2 separate regions of the Sus scrofa genome follow, and region 1 is linked to region 2. Evidence: chromatin contacts called from public HiChIP or PLAC-seq data. All regions are on one chromosome and are shown on one strand. Each heading gives the region's core, a stretch centred on a gene start, on an enhancer-like site or on the middle of the called end of the contact. The rest is flanking DNA. Distances are from core to core; before and after follow the strand shown.

Region 1 (5,846 bases), core at 1,425-3,924, 180 kb before region 2:
GACCTATCACAGGCCCCAATACCGGCCTAGCTAGGGGGAGTGTGGGTGCAGCTGGGGTTGCAGAGGGGGAGAGCCTTCTGTGAAGAGAGCACTGCAGGTGTCTGGAGATGCCAGGAAATGAGGTCTTGGGGGGAGTTCATCCATCAGGGTAGGGGAGCCCAAGCAGCACAATTCCAGGCGTTGGGCAAAGAAGGAGATCAGAGTTGTCCATGAAGCTGTAGGAAGGCAAGCAGCACAGATGTGGCTGACAGGGGCCTAATTTCCCTGCTTCCAGAGCACAGCAGGGGGGCTCAAAGCAGGGAGATGTGTGGTCAGAACCAGCTAAGCTGTGGAACGTGCTCAGTGTGTGATCACAGCAACCACGCGGGAGACCTAGATCTCTGTCCTCCACTGGCCACTGACAGTTAGTGCTATTCTGGATGAGCTGCTTCAGAAAGTGAGGCCTTTAGAGTCTTGGGCAACAGGTTTAAACTTCCTGCTCAGCTAGCTACCAGCTGTGTGACCTTGAGGACTTGACCAGACTCCGGTCTATTGGTTCATAAAGATTGGGTTATTGTTGGGGTGAATAGATAACGCAAGTGGCCTCATACATCGCAGAAGCAACGGCACTTATTTTCCTTTGGCTTCTCTGCAGGTTGTTTCCTCCATCAAACTGCTGTGGCATTAAGAGGACCAGTGGCATGGGCCAGTGGCAGTGGGCAGCCAAGGGACTCCTGACTGCGGCATGTGCAGCAATCTCAGGAAGGGGGCTGAGCTCTGGGCCCCTTGTCCTGCAGGGCTCTGGGCAGAAGGAGGCTTCTGGAAGGTGGAGGGATGGAGGAGAAGTGAGCCAGCTCAGTGGGCGCGCCCTTGACCCAGTTCATCACCAGCCCCTCCATGTGCTGCCCAGAGTGGCCATTTCCAAGCTCTGGCTCCCAGCGCCCAAGGTCCTTGAAGAATCTGAAGAGGCTGGGGTGCACCCCCCAGGGACCCAGGAGACATGGGCTGTTGAGGGGAGGTGATGGCAGCCTGGGGAGGAGGAAGAGCTCTGTGTTGGGGATGAGAAACCTGTTCATTTCTAAGACTGGCTCTGAGGGTTGGTTCTGGATTCACTGAGGGAAGGAGGTGAGTATGGTGGCCCCTGGGCTCCCTGGGGTCATCTGCCTGCCATCCCCAGGGATGCCTTTGGCATAGTTAGAGGTTCAGGTAGGATTTTGTTTTGGGGTAAAAATAGCTCTGCTGTAAAGACAGTAATGTCCCCAGTGTCACTCTGCCCCACACCAGCCACACTTATTGGCCCTGGGATGGGAGCCGGACCCAAGCCAGGACAACCGGAGACTCCTCAGGAGGATGGAACTGGCCCCAGGAGACCCCAGCTCATTTTGCAGAAATATAAACTTGAAGGAGGTCCAGGGGCCACGCCAATGCAGAGAGAGTCCAGTAGAGGGGTAAAGGGACCCTGGGTCCCCCAAATCCCCAGGTCCCAGGCTGCCATCCCAGAGCCCGCCATCCCTGCCCTTGGACTCTTAGAAACTCTAGGATGGTTTTCTTGCCCTAAGTTCCCCTTTTTGTGTAAAGCCAGCTAGAAATGGTTATTTGCAAAAGACCTAGATCATACACAGATCTTCCCAGAATTTCTCTTCCTCTAGAAAATCTGGCCTGAGCTCTAAGACCCCAGGGTCTGCAGAAAAGTTGATCTCACAGCACATGCATCCTACACGCAGTGAGCATGAGAGCTGGGACTGTAGTTCTACCTTGAAATTGAATGTCCTTCCCAACTCTCTTCACTTGACTCCACATCTCAGAAAGGCCCTTGTGAATCCCCCTAGAAGGCCATGGCAGTCCAGCCTTTAAATTCTGCCAGAACTACTGGTGACATCTTTTGGGATCTCTGGCCTGCAGTTGTCACTCTTGACTGGGGACCTGAAAGGGTCTCTTTGTCCATGATGCATAAGCTCAGACTCCCACCCCACCCTACCCCACCCCCCCGGCCTCGGCTCTGCAAGGCTCTCTCCGCAGAAGCAGCCTCCTCCACCTCCATAGGACCTCCCCCACCTCCACGGGATCTCCCCCTGCCCTCACCAGCTGGCAGGCTGGGGACCTGGGATCCCCCACCCCCTTGCATCTGGCCCCCTTCCTCTTGGCGCCTTCCCAGTGCTGAGCGCTGTCCTGGCACAAAGCCAGAGTTCCGTAAATGCCAGCTGAACGGAAACCCCACTGAGGTTGCAGGTTCCTGAACTGGTCTCTCTTCTTATTCCAACCCCCAGTCACAGGGTGGGAGCCAGTTGGTATCCTGGCTCCCTCGATAGTGGCCCAGGCTGCATTTCTCTGGGGACCCTAGTGCCCAGGAACCCTATCTGGCCAGCACCTATGTTCCCCAGCGGCCCCTCTCAGGCCCCTCCCATGGCTGCCTTTAAAAACTGTGCACTTGGCAGCCAGAGGCTTGAATTTAGTTATGGGTTTAAGATCCAAAGGGAGTAGGACCTAGAACCTTTTGGCTTTGAGAAGGGGGAAGAGGATGGCTGTGACGTCCCCAGCTTGGGGTCACTTAGGGAAAGAGGGGTGGCAGCTTCAGGGGGCTTGCAGGGTCCCCAGGCCTCTGGCAGGAGCTCCCTGTCCTGGGCTGAGCACTGGGGTGGAGCCTCTGAGCACCACAGGGAGGAGAGGCCTGTGGGTGACCCTGTGTGAACCTGGGGGAGGGGAACTGCCAGGGAAGGATCGCACATTTCAGGAAGTGCCCTGCACCGTGGCCACTGACAAAGGCTGCAGATCCGCCTGCAGAATCCACACCCTACTTTTGCTCTCCCCCTTTCCAGACTCTGGGTGCTGCAAGCACCCTCCCACCCCCCACCCTCTACTCCCCACCCCACCCCCAACACCCCAACCCAATGGATTGCATTCCTTGGGAGCAGGGGTATGGGAGTCAGGGGACCCCACCCCCACCTCTGCACTCCAGGGGCTCCCCGAAGTCAGGAATGTATCCCTACAAAGGACAGATAGCCAGCAGAGGCTTCAGGAAGCTGTTTTCCTCATAGCAAGAGGCCTAGGAATGGGGAAGGGGACCCTCCCAGAGGAGAGGGGTGCCAGCCCAGAGCAGGGGACCTTCTCCCTTTGAGACACACGGGTGCCGTGTGGTTGGTGATAAACATCTCTCACAGGAGTGGTGCCCGCTGTGTTTGGCATTCACCGTGTCCTAATCTTTCTAGAACACTCCTCTGCCTCTCCCTCCACCCATCGCCTTGGGAGAGCACTGGGGTCTCTCATTCCTTCACTAGTAAGGAGCCTGGGGACCCAAGGGCTGGTGCAGCCCCCCAGTTTCCCCACCCATCAGGCTGTGTTGACACTGTGGGGAGAGGCCTGCGTTGGTCGTTATGCTGAGAAATGAAACATTACTTAACCCCAAGGAGAAACCACAAGAAGAGAAAAACAGCTCTAGCTGCAGCTGGGCCCAAGGGTTCAGCCTTGGTCTCATTGCCTACACAGCAAGGAAAGAAGGACTGTTTTTCAAATCCCCAAAACCCCCCCTCTGATGGAGAAGAGTGTAGTTTGTTTGAAGACTGTGACTTGGGCTCAGCTCTCTGGCTGCGCTGACAGTTGCCCTGAGGCCGGAGCTGGTGAGGGGCAAAGCAGCCCCCAGGTGTGGGATGCTGCAGTTTCACCTCAGGGCTCTTGGGCACACTGGGGACCCAAGGCCGCTGCTCTTGAGAACAGAGCTGGGCCCCAGGAGACAGGATAGACCCTCTGCATGGAGCCCCGCCAGGCAGGCAGTGGAGAGAGGAGGCCACAGGGGGTGCTCCAGAAGTCAGGAGGCCTCAGAAGGATCCTCTGGTGGTTCAGCAGGGGCACCTATTTTGTTTGTCATTTGTGGTGGGGTCCCCCATCTTTTATCCTGCGGATCTGTAGGTTTCCACTCTTGGGGTCAACAGGCCCAGCTCTGGCTGCCCTCCTTGAAGAAGGAGGCCTTCTGGGCTGTCTCCCTGCCCCCTACCACCCTCCACAACAGGCTTAGACCTACTCCATTCTCTGCAGGTGCAACATTTCAGGAGTCAGGGCCTCTGGTGGGGTGGGTGCCGCAGGCATGAGAGAGTCCAGCCTCTGGCAGGACTAGGAGGTCCACACCAGCCTACCCCAGAGGAGCCAGGTACTAAGCTACCAAAGACCTGCCTCTTGCCCTTCTGACTTCTCAGGAGCTGCCAGAGCAGTTGTCCCCATTCCCTTGGCCTCTGCCTGTAGGTATTTCTCCTTTCTCAGCCCTACCCAGACCCCTGAGACCAGTGGCCACCAGAGATGCAGAAGCTGAACTTGCACAACTTCACAGGAACATACATGTAACTGTGCATGCGTGCACACACACATCAACAGGCACACACACGTCTGTACACCCAGGGGCTTTCCCTCCCCTGGGGCTGTGTGTGCCCCCTCAGAGGAGCTTACCCTGGTGGGGCTGGCATCCATATTTCCATATATATGTCTCATGTCCACAGTCATTTAAGCTCACAGGCCCTTTACTCAGTTGAAGGATGGACAACTGTGCTGTGTCCCCAGAGTGGTGGCCCAGAAGTTCGCACCTGAGTTGGACTAGATTAACCCCTGCCCTCTGCCTCGGGCCATTTTCCTCATTGGGTACCTTAAGGCTGAAGCCTGGGGCAGGTGCAGGGGTGGGGGGCTGACCACCCAGATCTCCAGCAACTTGGCCCTGGGTCTGGCTGCCCTGCGTGCTTGAAGGTGGCCCTAATCTAAACTCATGCCCCGAGCTACAGACCCAGGAAAACCCGGCCAGTTCAGAGAGAATCTTATCAAATGCCTGCTTCATGACAGATTTGGGTCTGGAGGGGTGGAGTACGGTCCTGAAAAAGGTTTCTCTCAGCCAAAAAAGTCAGATGTCATTCTGTCAAATGACAAAGTAGCATATTTTATGTGTCCCCAAACTTTGTAGACGCTCCTTAAAGATGGGCGGGGGCATGCAGGACAGGTGCCAACAGTGAGAGTGAGTCCTGTCCTGGCCTCTTGCCTCTGGCAAAGATAAACAAAGTTGGAACCCAGCCAAAGCCATGGTTGGGGTTGGGAGGAAGGCAATTTTTTTAAAGGCTGAAGCTCACTGGGGGAACGGACCAGGCCACAGGGTTTGTTAAGTTGGTGCCTCTCTGGGTCAGAAAAGAGCTTCTTCCTTCTTGTGTCTTTAGGACAAAGGGCAGCGGTGCAAGTTAGACCAAGACCCCTCCACCCCAACCTGGGAATTGGCTCCTACCCTTCCAGGCCGGTGCTGCAGGACAGCTCCCTGAATGTTTGCATTTCAAAGAAACAACTCCCAGCTCCAGTGGTGGGAGACTAGAAGGGCAGAGAAAGGACTTACAAGTGTTCTGAAGTAACTACTCTCAGAGGGGTTTTAGGGACCTCTCTTCCTGTCACCAGAGTTTGACTGGGACAAACGGATTTTCCAGGGGGCACTGAGCTTTCTCAGGCAGGAACTTGAGCCATCATCCTAGACCTGCCGCCTTGAGCTATTAAGAGCTATGCTGGGGCTTAGTCAAGTGCCTTAGTGTGTGTGGACGGTGGGGAGAGTGGATGAAGCCGTTTGTGCTGAGTCTGCAGTTTTTACAGGTCAAGTTTGAAGCCTAGTCAGAGCAGCCTGGCTGAAGTTTGCTCAAGGAGAGAGTCTTTGAGAGAGTCTTTGTCACTTCCTGCTGCTCTTGTCCCTGTGGCCCCCTCCCCTCGAGAGCACTGCTTTTGCTTGCTGGCTACCCTCTGGGCCTCCCCACCCCTGCCAGACACCGGATGCATCTGTGAGCCTATGGGAGCTCAGAGCTCACTACCCCAGGTGTGTACATTGGATGGGCCCCCAAGAGTGCACTGTGAGCCCTGATGCT
Region 2 (5,934 bases), core at 3,404-5,903:
TTGGCTGTTTTGACATTAAAAAAATTACAAAGCAAACACGAATTTACTTTCTGCCTCCTTGATATCTTGTGCGTATGAGTTTGGTTTCTGAATGCACAGATTAGGCATTTCCAGGCTGGCTGCTTTACCTTCTGAGTGAGGAGCAGAGCAGGCGCTGGCGTCTACAGGTGAGGCGGTATTCTGTGACCTCACAGCTTTGGATGGCAAAGCAATTGCTCAGCATGATGTGAAGAATCAGTCCAAAAAGCTGCCACAAACCCTCTTGATGAGAGATTAAAAAAAAAACACACCTTTTTTTTTTAAACAAAAGAAATCCCAGTAATATGAGGGATATGGATGTTAGTAATTACCACACATTGAAAGTATTGTTTAGCGTGAAAAGTAAAACTTTCAAAAAATTTCCTTGATTCTATTTAATAAATAATTTGAAGGAACCACTTATGCAAAACTTGATTACTGAAAACGCCACATGCTGTGGATAATTAAAAACAAAAAGGAATTACTCACAGGAGATACTCAAATTAGTTTATTATAATTCTTCAAACAAGTAAAAAAACTCCTCCCCGTTTTTTTTTTGTTTTGTTTTGTTTTTTGTTTTTGCTGCTCTTTATGTAGGGGAAAAGCATCCTTTCTGGAGAAGGAGAAGCTGGCTCCAATGAAGAGATGGTCTACTGCCTGTTTTCCAAAGGTACACCCACAGCAAGGCTGGGTGCTTTCTCCTCTCTTGGGATTATTAGAGGCTATTCTAAGGCTCTCACAGGTTTTAAAAGATTCTTTTGCTAATGAGGATTTTACCCATCTTATCTGTATTTCTTTGAAAAAAGATCTTTCCTTAGTGAGGCAGATTTCACTCCTCAGAGTCCTTGACCAAGAACGATATTCTCCAGAGGTAATCTTGGAAGGAAGAGGCTGCGTATTGCTGCTCAAAACAGGGTAGGTAAGGACACATTTTTTTTTTTCCTCAAGAAATGTAAAGAGGCACCAAAATAGGGACCGCTCAGGGGTGGGGCTGCCCCTAATGTATTATGGAGCCACAGTCTGAGTTACCTCCACCTTGCTGAGGGGACCCCGATGGGAGCGGTGCCCCTTCACTGGCTAATCCCACACAGATTCGAGTGGAGACAGGGGGTGGGCTTCCTTCCCCGCTGCTCTCAGCCCCTTCCCTCTGGAGAGAGGCGCAGGCCGGGTTTCAGAGCGGCCTAGCGGGGGCTTACACAGTGACCATAGGGTCAACTCCTCGCCTCTCTCCTGGCCCACCGATGGTTGCTTCCTAGGGGCTCTCCAGCGACAGTTCACTGTGGAAGTGTCTTCAAAGGAGAAAAGTGAGCAGACTGTCATCTTTGCTCATATAAGGGCAACTCCAAATAGTGAGTTCAGAACCTTGCTTTGGGGACCCAAGGTGTCTTTGGAAAGCTCCTGTCACCTGAGCTGCCCGGCACCGGGATATATAGCTACACCTCACAGCGTCTTGCGAGGTAGGTTGTCCGGTGCCATCCTACGGACGCCCGCGGCTTTGATGGCAGTGTGAATGTCGCTCGGGCCGGGGGCTGTGGGAGAAGGTTTTGCTTATGAGATGGAGCCGCGTATTCCCAAAGGGCCACAGGGGCCACCAGGGCGTCAGCGGGCATGAGCCCACAGGCGGAGCCGCCAGCGCGGTCCCTGGGCCTCGCGCTCGCTTCTAAACCCTGGGTGGCACCGATCGCACGCAGGTGACCGCTACATGGAAGAGGTCAGTCGCTGGGTTAGGAAAAAAACAAAAACCAAAAAAACAAAAAAACCCAAAAAAAGCCAAAAAAAAAAAGCCAAAAAAAAAAAAAAAGGCATGTAAAACACTCCCTTCTAAAAACAAAGGGCTGCAAATTTCTTTATTTCTCTTATTGAGGAACAAAAATACTCTTGCAATGGCTATTGAGTTTCCACAGGTACGAGGCAGATGCTAGCTAGCACACCCACTTCCAACAGTATGACTTGTTTCCTATCCGTCTACTACCTGAGTGGCGTCAGTGTAGGTTCAGGCACCATTAGGAACGTTTGACCAAACACGTACACAGCACGGACAGAGGATCTCCGGCCTTCCGGTGGACCAGGGCTCGGAAAGAGACACCGACAGCGTGGAGAAGCCATCCTGGGCGGCGGGGCCGCGGGCGCGCGCTCAGGGCCGGGCCGCGCGCGCCTCGCGCCGCCGCCGCAGCTCCTCGCGGTAGCAGCACGAACAGAAGTGTTCGGTCTCGGCGCGACCATAGAACGCGCAGTTCTCGCGCTGGCAGCGTCGCTGCGCTGGCCCCGCGCCCGGGCCGCCGCGGCCGCACTCACCGTTCGAGCGCGCGGCCGGTGCGTCGGCGTCGGCGTCGGCGAACTCCAGGCCTTCGCGCGCCGCGCCGAAGCCGTTGGTGTAGGTCTGCGACTTGTGCTCGGTCGCGCTCACCGCCCCCGCCGCGCCGGGCAGGGCCCCTGGGACGGCGCGCGCCAGCGACTCTACCGTGTTGACGGTGCGTAGGGCGGCGGCGCGCGCCGGGCTGTAGCTCTGCGACGACAGCGAGCGGTTCTGCTGCGGGTATGTGGCGCAAGGCCGCAGCGCGCCCACGGCTGGGGCGCATGCCTCGTCCCGCGCGCCCGCCGTCTGCACATGGATAACACTCTGGCGCGCAGGCGGCGCAGGCGGACTGCGGCCGGGAACCGGTCCGCTGGCGCCCACGCGCCGCGCGCCCCCGCCTCCGGGGCCCGGAGAGGCCGCGCCGCCTGCTGCTGCCCGCGCCGCCCGCGTGCCTGCCGCCGGCCCGGGGCTCGGGCGCTCCTTGAGCTTGAGCACCAACTGCGTGGGCGGCCCGGCCGGCGGGCCGGGTGATGCGCGCTCGGGGCCCGGCGTGCCTTCCGCCTCCGGCCTGCGCGGCGGTCGCTTGGCCGCGGAGGCGGCTGCGGCGGCGGCGTCGCGGCGCCGCTGCTCCTGCTCGGCGCTGAAGCGCTCCTGCGCGCTGGTCAGGTAGTAGCCGATCATCTCTTCGTGGAACTGGTGCCGGTGGCTGGTGAGCAGCAGGCCGGCGAAGATGAACTTGCGCTCGCCCTGCATGGCGGCGCGTAGGATGTTGAGGCTCAGCTTCACGTCCGTGCTGTACTTCCAGGCGTCACCGCGGGGTCCACTTCCCTTGTCAGCCGGCGACGCTCCGGCCGCCCTGTCCGTGGGCGACGGCGTGGTCTTCTCCGAGGGAGACGTGCTAGCCGAGGCGCCGGACTCCTCCTTGCTGCCCTTGCGCGACTTGGCCTTCTTCTCCTTGCCGCGCTCAGGCGCGTCTCCGTGCTTGCCATTGGCGGAGTTGGCGCGGCTCATCTTGCCGTGCACCAGGCCGCCCAGGCCGCCCATGTTTTTCTTCAGCTTGATACCCAGCGTCTTGCTGAAGCTGCCTAGCTTATTGGCCACAGAATCCGCTCGTGTCTTGTCCTTGTCCTTGCGCTGTTTCTCCTTCTCCTTGTCCTTGCCGTTCTTGCCGTTGTTGCTGTTGGAGTTGCTGCACACCGAGTCGCGGTCTGAATCGAGTGAATCGGCCAAGGACTGCACGTCCTCCCCCGCCGAGGCGGTCGGGGACTCCGGCTGTGCTAGAGGGGCCTGTGGAGGGGGCGGGCAGGTAAGGGATGAGGTTAGAAATCAGCAGTCCCCAAGCGGACTGATGGAGGCAGATCCCTCCCTCCCCGCTGTGTTGCCTCCAGCCCCACTGTCCCTGTCCCAACCGAGTCTCCTGATTCTAGATCTCGAGTTGCTGCCTTCACAGCCCTCATAAGGGCTAAACAAGGACGTCCAGAGTAATTGACAGGCAGGTCAATGTGGAGATGAGGCAGGACTCCGAAGCCAGACTGCCACCAGCTGTCACTTGTGCCATTAGTAAGAGGGGTATCGGTACCTGCCTCAGGGAGCCCAGTGAAGATTAAATACAGGTAAAGGCTGAAGTATGAAAGCACTCTGAGTGGTGCCGGCTTGTCCTGGGTACTGATTGTGCCGGGCACTGCCCTATTTGCTCTTCTCCTGTCACTTATAAAATATTAATTATAAGCTCCACTTTATGGCTACATAAACTAATGTCTAGGGAGAATAAATTCACTTATAAGCTTTTCTTTTAAACATCTCTTTTGGGGAGACCATCACTGAGACCACAAAAATATCAGATACTTAAAGCGAATCCGTCTTAGTATCTGGAGGCGAGGACAGCATGGGTTCTCCCTGGGGGAGGGGGCCAAGTGGGGCAGGCAGCCCCCCTTGTCACCGCCTTTTCGGAGGGGAGGGAAAGTGAGGGGAAGGGGGGGGTGCCAAGGAATCGCGCCCTCGGTTCTCTGCCTTTTCCGAGGACCCACACACTTTTATAATTAATTCCGCTCCGTGGCAGCACATCGTGTTCCGAGCTGGGCAGAGTTTTGTGTTGCGACTTGCCTACGGTTTGTTTTCTGAGTGGGCGTGTTTATTCCGCTCCTTCTGTCGAAGATAAGGGGACCTCAAAAAAATAAAACACACACACAGACACACAACCTAGCCTGAGCGCTGCTATGGCCAGACACGCAGGCGCACGCGCAGACAGGCGCGCGTTCCAGTCGGAACCTGGGCGGTCAGCGTTGGGGAGGATGCACCCCCGCCTTCCTGCCGGAGCAGAATGAGCAGCCGCCGCCCCGCCTGCCGCTTCTTCCCGTCGCACGCCTAGCTTACCCGGGTCTCCGAGGGGATCCGGATCCACGTCACATTCATGTAGCTATGCAGAAGGTTTAGCTTGGCTTCCAGCGACAGGATCAGGCTAGAGAGAGGAACACCAAATGAGACGCGTCCCGGCTCGCCCCGCCCGCCGACCGTCTCCAGAGGAGCCGGGGCGCTGCGCCCAGCCCCTCCCCGGGGAGCCCAGCGACAGCCCGCTCCGTAGGGCGTGGGGGAGGGGGACACAGGGGTAGGGTCTTACTGTGCCAGCCTGGCGTTATCGTTGTCGTCTTTCCCCCATTCCCAGTCCTTGCCGGGGTCCACAGCAAAGTGCAGAGGCAGCAGCTTGTGCTCCGAATCCGTCAGGGGGATTACGGCTGAACGCAAAAGAGGGAGGCCAGTGCCAGGTGGTCCACCGGCCAGGACGGAGGTCAGTGCTCCCGCAGCCCCGAGAAAGGGCAGGAAATGGGCCCCAAGACCAGGAGGCTCCGTGATTAAGGAAACGGAATGGAGGTGTACAGGGGACATCTGGGCCAGCGGGAGCTTTAGGGCCACATATTTTATTTTTATTCTTTTGTCTTTTTAGGGCCGCAGCATATGGAGGTTCCCAGGCTAGGGCTCAAAACGGAGCTGCAGCTCGCTGGCCTACACCAGAGCTCACCTTAATGCCAGATCCTTAACCCAGGGAACAAGGCCAAGGATAGAACCCACGTCCTCACAGATACTAGTCGGGTTCATTAACCACTGAGCCAGGAACTCCAAGGTGGTAATATTTTAAAACTGCTACTAATAGTTTTTAAAATGTCCTACTTTTTGTGGATTCTGAAAAGCAGTTGGACACACTACCTGTCCTCAACTTGGGTCTGTCAGACCGGAAATACCCACCTCTGGCGGCAGACAAAGAAACGGTATTATTGCTTCTGCTGCTTCTAGTTCACCTGGGGTGGGGGTGCGGCTTTAGGGCGAGGCCCTCCCATCTCCTCCCAGAGAGTGAGGGCTGCCTACCCCCCTGCTCATTTGTGAGTTCATTCAGCAAGTCTGTGACAGTGTGGGACCCCCACATCCCATACCCCTTTGTCATAGGGAGCTCACCTCCTGTATTGGGGGTGGGAGGCGGGGACAGAGTACACAGGTGACATACACTTCCTGCTGTCAGGTGGTGATAAGGTAAACAGCAGGCTGAGGAAGCTCAGGCAAAGAGGCCAGCCAATGAGCCTTCTGAGGAGGGAAGAGATAGAGAAGGCAAGGATGGGCCCCTCGCTGCA

What was found. HiChIP or PLAC-seq counts read pairs in DNA pulled down with a chosen protein or histone mark.
Region 1: an H3K27ac HiChIP or PLAC-seq map of skeletal muscle shows a contact between it and region 2, with 3 times the contacts expected there. The contact joins two enhancer-like sites. A contact is called at or near these places in 1 of 47 Hi-C or Micro-C datasets (embryonic fibroblasts) and 1 of 2 datasets of contacts at active chromatin or transcription factors (skeletal muscle).

What each region holds. Positions count from the first base shown.
Region 1 is chr1:143,597,374-143,603,219 of Sscrofa11.1, reverse strand. No RefSeq gene overlaps it. Among named protein-coding and RNA genes, the nearest start is that of KLF13, 60 kb to the right of the region's middle. Within about 2 kb of position 2,674, at least 31 of the 83 cell types and tissues checked have an H3K27ac peak or open chromatin away from gene starts, as enhancers often do. A contact at or near this core is called in skeletal muscle, where this site is marked.
Region 2 is chr1:143,414,455-143,420,388 of Sscrofa11.1, reverse strand. OTUD7A (OTU domain-containing protein 7A) reads right to left here. Exons shown (of 15, transcript XM_021098720.1): 13 at 4,932-5,046; 14 at 4,688-4,772; 15 at 1-3,601. The coding sequence ends at 2,153. Among named protein-coding and RNA genes, the nearest start is that of KLF13, 120 kb to the left of the region's middle. Within about 2 kb of position 4,653, at least 41 of the 83 cell types and tissues checked have an H3K27ac peak or open chromatin away from gene starts, as enhancers often do. A contact at or near this core is called in skeletal muscle, where this site is marked.